2 separate regions of the Danio rerio genome follow, and region 2 is linked to region 1. A link is a contact called in public Hi-C data. All regions are on one chromosome and are shown on one strand. Each heading gives the region's core, a stretch centred on a gene start, on an enhancer-like site or on the middle of the called end of the contact. The rest is flanking DNA. Distances are from core to core; before and after follow the strand shown. Region 1 overlaps galnt1 (UDP-N-acetyl-alpha-D-galactosamine:polypeptide N-acetylgalactosaminyltransferase 1). Region 2 overlaps galnt1 (UDP-N-acetyl-alpha-D-galactosamine:polypeptide N-acetylgalactosaminyltransferase 1).

Region 1 (2,781 bases), core at 152-2,651:
CAAAAGAAAGCAGGTGAACAGCGAATGGGGGGATGATCATGTGCACAGTGAGACACATGTGATGCTCACCACTGACGAGGGATTTAGTGTCACGCGCACAGCTTGCGTGGTCACAACACACAAAAAAATTGTTAATTGAAAGAGGAGGCATGTAAAAATAACACAATATCAATATTAAGTAATTATTTTAGCATGCCAAAGTCTAATTTCTGCATATGAAACACATTTTCCCCACAACAAAGTTGTGACCAGTGAAAATGGAAAGTGGTTAGTAATGTTGAAAAACTACTAGCCACAGTGGCTGGTGTTCAAAAATTTTTATGTCAAGCCCTGCTGGTAATGTAGATGTTTGACTGAAGCAGCCAATATTAATTTACAATGATGAAGGGAAGAGGTTTGCTAAAGATCTACTGAGAGATTTCAGCTGCTGTCTGGACTTTCACATTCTTTTTTACAGCCCCCCTTCATGTGTTCAATACTTTTTCCCTGCGTCGTTTGATTTTATTACACATAACTTAACTTGTAAACTAATTAGATTTGTTTTCAAATTGTATATATGGATTTCTTTGGTTGTTATTAACATCTCGGGAATATTTCAAGTTAATGGAGCCTTTAAAAATATGTTTTCTGAGAAAAATGGTGTTGAATACCTATATCACACACACACACACACACACACACACACACACACACACACACACACACACACACACACACACACACACACACACACACACACACACACACACACACACACACACACACACACAAAATAACCCAAATATAATTAAACAAATGCAAAATTGGATGCATGTTTACATTGTTTTTCACCAAATTACATAAATATATTTGTTGGTTATTAATGTTCATATAAAACACTTGGTGGAATGCCTAAAGTGTGTGATAATTTTAACAAAAACATAATAATACTGATCACTGTGATCATTTTGGTCATTATAACCATGATACAGAATGTTTCTACTGTCAAATTTCTAGTGCCAGGTGAAAGATGCTTATCTAAGTTGATGTTCTGTGATTTTATAGGTGAGTTTTGTGAAAACTTCTTTCAAGTTCCTTCAGTATCAATATATCCAAAATATATATCTGGAAGTGGTTCAATAGAGCAGCTGGCAGGACTTGGGAATTAGACTGGAGTAATGAGCTAGTTGTCCACTTGCTTCCTTTTTCTAATGAAGTCAGGGACATGAAACTATATTAAGTGGCGGATGGTATAATGGCTCAGGATGTAAAGTGACTGGCTTTAGATCGGATAACAGAGGCACAAAGGAAACAGGCAGATTACATCGTGATAAAGAGACGTGCGTTGAACAGAACTATAGAAACTGGGATGTTGGTCGAGTTACAGACGCGTGTGCTGGAGAGAACAGAATCTGGAAGGGGGGTTTGGTTACACCGTTGAAGAGAGAGCTGTGTTGTGTGAATGTGAGTGGAGGTAAAGAGGGTTTGTGACATTGAGACGGGGGGCAATTCTAGGATTTCAGTCTTACGGAGGCTCAGCTTCTCGCTTGAGCTGATGTGAAAAAGTGAAAAGGCTTCAATATACAAGCAGCAAAGTTCATTTTAAAACTACTGGTTAGAAAAGGAAGCACACAACATGAAATATAAAATAAACATGATGTAACTAAGACTACCAACACAGGCTCATTCTGAGAATGTAGCCCTATATACATTTCTGGAGATCCTAAATTATGTAGCTAAAAGTACGTATGACTGCATTTCGTCTTTAAAACGAACGCTACAGGGCGGTATGATGCTGTTCCTTTTCGTGCTTAACAGCTGACTGCTTACCTCCATGTGGACAGCTTTCTTACTGTTACCAGTTTGTCCAGTAGCTCGCCATGTACGTTGGCAGACTTGAGATGCAGAGAGGAATTGACCACAACAACAGGGTTCGAGTTCAGCAAAGAACAGTTCCAGAAAGCGGGTAAGACATAAACAGAACCCAAAAAATAAAATAAACAAGTTAATAACAGGGTGAGGTTGTGGTAAAATCTGAAAACTTAGTAAAAATCAGACGAGGGCTGTACTTTTTCTCGATTGCTTTTCAAGACTGTCGGTTGCGTTTAGTAAATGGGTGGGCGAGTCAGTCTGTGTTTTTAAAAACTATTGCCTGGCTTTAGGGAAGGAGGAGGGAAGGTTAGTCAATTGTCAGTCAGTCAGTCGACAGTGGCCCCTGGTGGATTTAGGTGAGAACAGCAGGGTGAATGGCACTCACGAGAGTGGCCTCTGGTGGAAAAAAACGTACCTCCTGGGACATATTTGGTGCTCTCCAGAAGTCTATATAGCATTTTGAGAATGAGCCTGGGTTGAAAACTACAGGGGTTGGAATATAGCAATTAATAAAGCATTTTATGACAGCCATGTGCATGTATGCAGTCAATTTTGTCTATTTATAGAGCACTTTATACTATAGATTATTCACTAGAAAAAATGAGACAAAAAAGGGTTATTTTCTGAGTACTTCTTCTTTGAAAGGTCGTAATGGTCAAATTGACCACATACATTTCACATACACTACTTTTCCTTTGCTTTTAAATATGTGTCACTCTGCTGCCTAGCAACGTTTTACTAACAAAACAATGTTCTGATAGCAAAAACAGAACTTTACATCAGACATGTCATTCAAAGTTTCAAACAACATTTTCACTTATGGTGAAAAAAATATAAAGAGAAGTATTGCACCTTTGGGGGTAGTCTATAACTGCATGACAGAAAAGTTTGTGTTTTAGGGTAATGACTTTATAAAATATTCAAAGCTTA
Region 2 (2,781 bases), core at 168-2,667, 86 kb after region 1:
TACGAATCACAACCCAAGTTTATGGTAAAGATTAAAATCACCGATTAATAAAACTTGATGCTGATGAATGTTGTAGCAATTACATTGTGTAACCAATTAACCAATAGGTGGCGACAAACAACCATCAAAATGATGTGACTGAATAGGTTTTCAAAAATAATACACATAATGTAAACATGAAGTTTATGTGTGAATTGTTAAATCATTCATTGAACATAAATAGGATATGTTGAACAAGATGTTAGATTTGTGTATTAAGCAATATTTTTGTCTCTTCGTGTTTTGGTTGTTTGCTCTATTATTCTTTCTTTTGCCTTCTTGGTGTTTCATTCAATCCATCATGTTTGTCTGTTGTTCTGTCTATCTGTGTCTCTGTTCAACTGTCTATCTTTGTGTCTTTGACTGTTCAATGCTATCTCACAGCAATTTATAACTTTCTGATTTTGTGGCTAATCCGTATAAAGTTGTACAATTTCATTCATACAGTTTAGTACAATTAGCTTTTCCCCCAATGATTATCGGGTTTAGGGGTGGGGTTGGGTACCAAGCCTCTTTTTAAAATTAGTTTATTTTTGTATGTCTGAACTATCACTAAACTGACAAAACATAATATAGTTATGTTTACTGGTGAGATCGGGCTGGTTGTTCTGTCTGTAGAACTTTGTCTCTAGTCTGTCTCAATCATTCATATTTCTGTCATTGCTGTTGTTCTTTCTGTTGTTTTCCTCTAGTTCTGTCTCATTCTGTCTTGCTTTCTGTCTGTTTTTTTTTTTTTTCGATTCAGTTTTAAAAAAGTGCACGAGAGGACGTGCAGTCACTCTCTCAGCAATATCATGATCTCAATTGCCATTTCTCTTCTCTCCATTGTGCTAGTGTGTGTCTGAAATAGGAAAACTTCCCTGAAACATTTCCAAAGGCAGATAAGCGAGGTGGAGGCGTAGAGCGATAGATGGAGAGCCCTGTGAATAGGAAGAAGGAGATGCTGTAGGGGTTTAATTTGCTTTTCTCTAACAGACGGCAACAGCCAAAGAAAGTTAATTACCCTCCCGTCTCACATCTCGACGTGTGTGCGTGATGCGACCAGGGGTGCGACTGAGCGAACGGTTTGTGCGCCCATCTGTTTTCCTGCCAGCCGGAGCTGTTAAAAGGCTCCCTGCTTTAGCATGCGACTGCTATCTCTTTCTCTTTGATTCCTTTTCTTCCTGTGTGCCTTTCTTCCCCCCCCACACGTCTGTCTGTTTCTCTCAGGTCACATGTTTGATGGTCTAGATTTGTGTGTGTGACCGACGGCTAATCTGTGTAGTTTGTGTGGATGTATTGAGCAGAATCTCCACACGACACACAGGGTTGTGCCTGGCCATATGTTTTCCTTTCTCACATCAGCATCAATATTGCATGACTTGAAGACACGTTAAGAAGCTCTTGCAGGAAGTAACACAGGATGTGAAACTCAGAACTTTAAACGAACAATCACAGTCGTGCTCTGATATTTGCTTATAGGTGTGTGTGTGTGTGTGTGTGTGTGTGTGTGTGTGTGTCTGTATCCTTCAGGTGCAGTATTTGTATTGAGGCTGTATTATTATACTCTGTAGTTCTCTTCAGATGGTAATTGTTTTATATGGGCACTTGATGTCATTTCAGCATGTACAGGTGCAAGAGCTTTTATTGCAGTCTGAGTAGAAAATGGCTTTGTTTTTCTGCCACTATCTGAGATAAAATTTCTGACTGAATTAACATTCTGTTTTGTGTGTGTGTGTGTGTGTGTGTGTGTATGTGTATGTGTGTGAGTGCGCAAAACTTTGTAGCACTTGAAATTCCATCCAAATTGTAATCTCTGAATGTCGAACCTTTTGAAAAAAAACTTTTTTTAACACTGGAATGTAGAAAACATTTAATAAGTGGTTTTGTTAATGATAAAAACAGTAAAGGCAACATCTTTAGCCCATGAATTTGAATTATTTTTCATTCTGCTGTTTAATAGAGTAAATACAATTTTAGACATAATATTTTAATAAATAATTTAAAAACAACTAATAACTCATTTATTTTGTCTTTGCCATGGTGACAGTACTCCAACTTCGGTTACTCACTGAAGCTAAGCATGGCTGAGCCTGGTCATTACCTGAATGGGAGACCAGATGGGAAATCTAGGTTTATTTTGGAAGTGGTGTTAGAGAGGCTAGCAGGGGGTGCTCAACCTACGTTCTGTGTGAGTTCTAAAGTCTTAGTATAGTGAAGGGAATACTTTCAATGAGTGCAGTCTTACGGATCAGACGTTAAACCAAGGTCCTGACTTTCTGTGGTCGTTAAAAATCCAATCGCACTTCTCATAAAGAGTAGGGATGTAACCTGACCAAATTCCCCCCCTTGGCTCTCACCCTTCATGGCCTCCCAATCATCCCTATCCATCGAATTGGCTCAGTCACTGTCTATTCACTTCCCCTATATCTGGTGTGTGGTGAGTGCTTTGGCGTTGTTGCCCTCTGGCAGCCGTCACAGCATCCAAGTGGATGCTGCACACTGGCGATGGTGTGGAGAGACCCCCTCGCATAATTGTGATGCGCTTTGATTATATGGCCATACACAATATATGAGCTATATAATAAATACACATTACACTGTTAGACCTTACCAGGTCTTTTTACAGTAGAATACTGGCAACACTATTTCCAGTTAGTCACTGTAATGGTTTGGTTACAAAGAGTAAGCTAGCTAACAATGTAGCTTTCAAGTACATAGTTCAATAATATAACTTAACCAACAGACTTATTTTAGAAACCC

The links. Hi-C and Micro-C count contacts between places; a contact is called where the count stands out from the background.
Region 2: a contact with region 1 is called in a Hi-C map of an unstated tissue, with 1.6 times the contacts expected there. The contact joins two enhancer-like sites. A contact is called at or near these places in 2 of 18 Hi-C or Micro-C datasets (hematopoietic stem cells and an unstated tissue).

The regions. Positions count from the first base shown.
Region 1 is chr16:29,997,895-30,000,675 of GRCz12tu, forward strand. All of the region lies in intron 1 of galnt1 (UDP-N-acetyl-alpha-D-galactosamine:polypeptide N-acetylgalactosaminyltransferase 1), which reads left to right. Among named protein-coding and RNA genes, the nearest start is that of galnt1, 13 kb to the left of the region's middle. Within about 2 kb of position 1,402, at least 4 of the 62 cell types and tissues checked have an H3K27ac peak or open chromatin away from gene starts, as enhancers often do.
Region 2 is chr16:30,083,719-30,086,499 of GRCz12tu, forward strand. The region is part of intron 2 of galnt1 (UDP-N-acetyl-alpha-D-galactosamine:polypeptide N-acetylgalactosaminyltransferase 1); the gene reads left to right. Among named protein-coding and RNA genes, the nearest start is that of galnt1, 98 kb to the left of the region's middle. Within about 2 kb of position 1,418, at least 7 of the 62 cell types and tissues checked have an H3K27ac peak or open chromatin away from gene starts, as enhancers often do.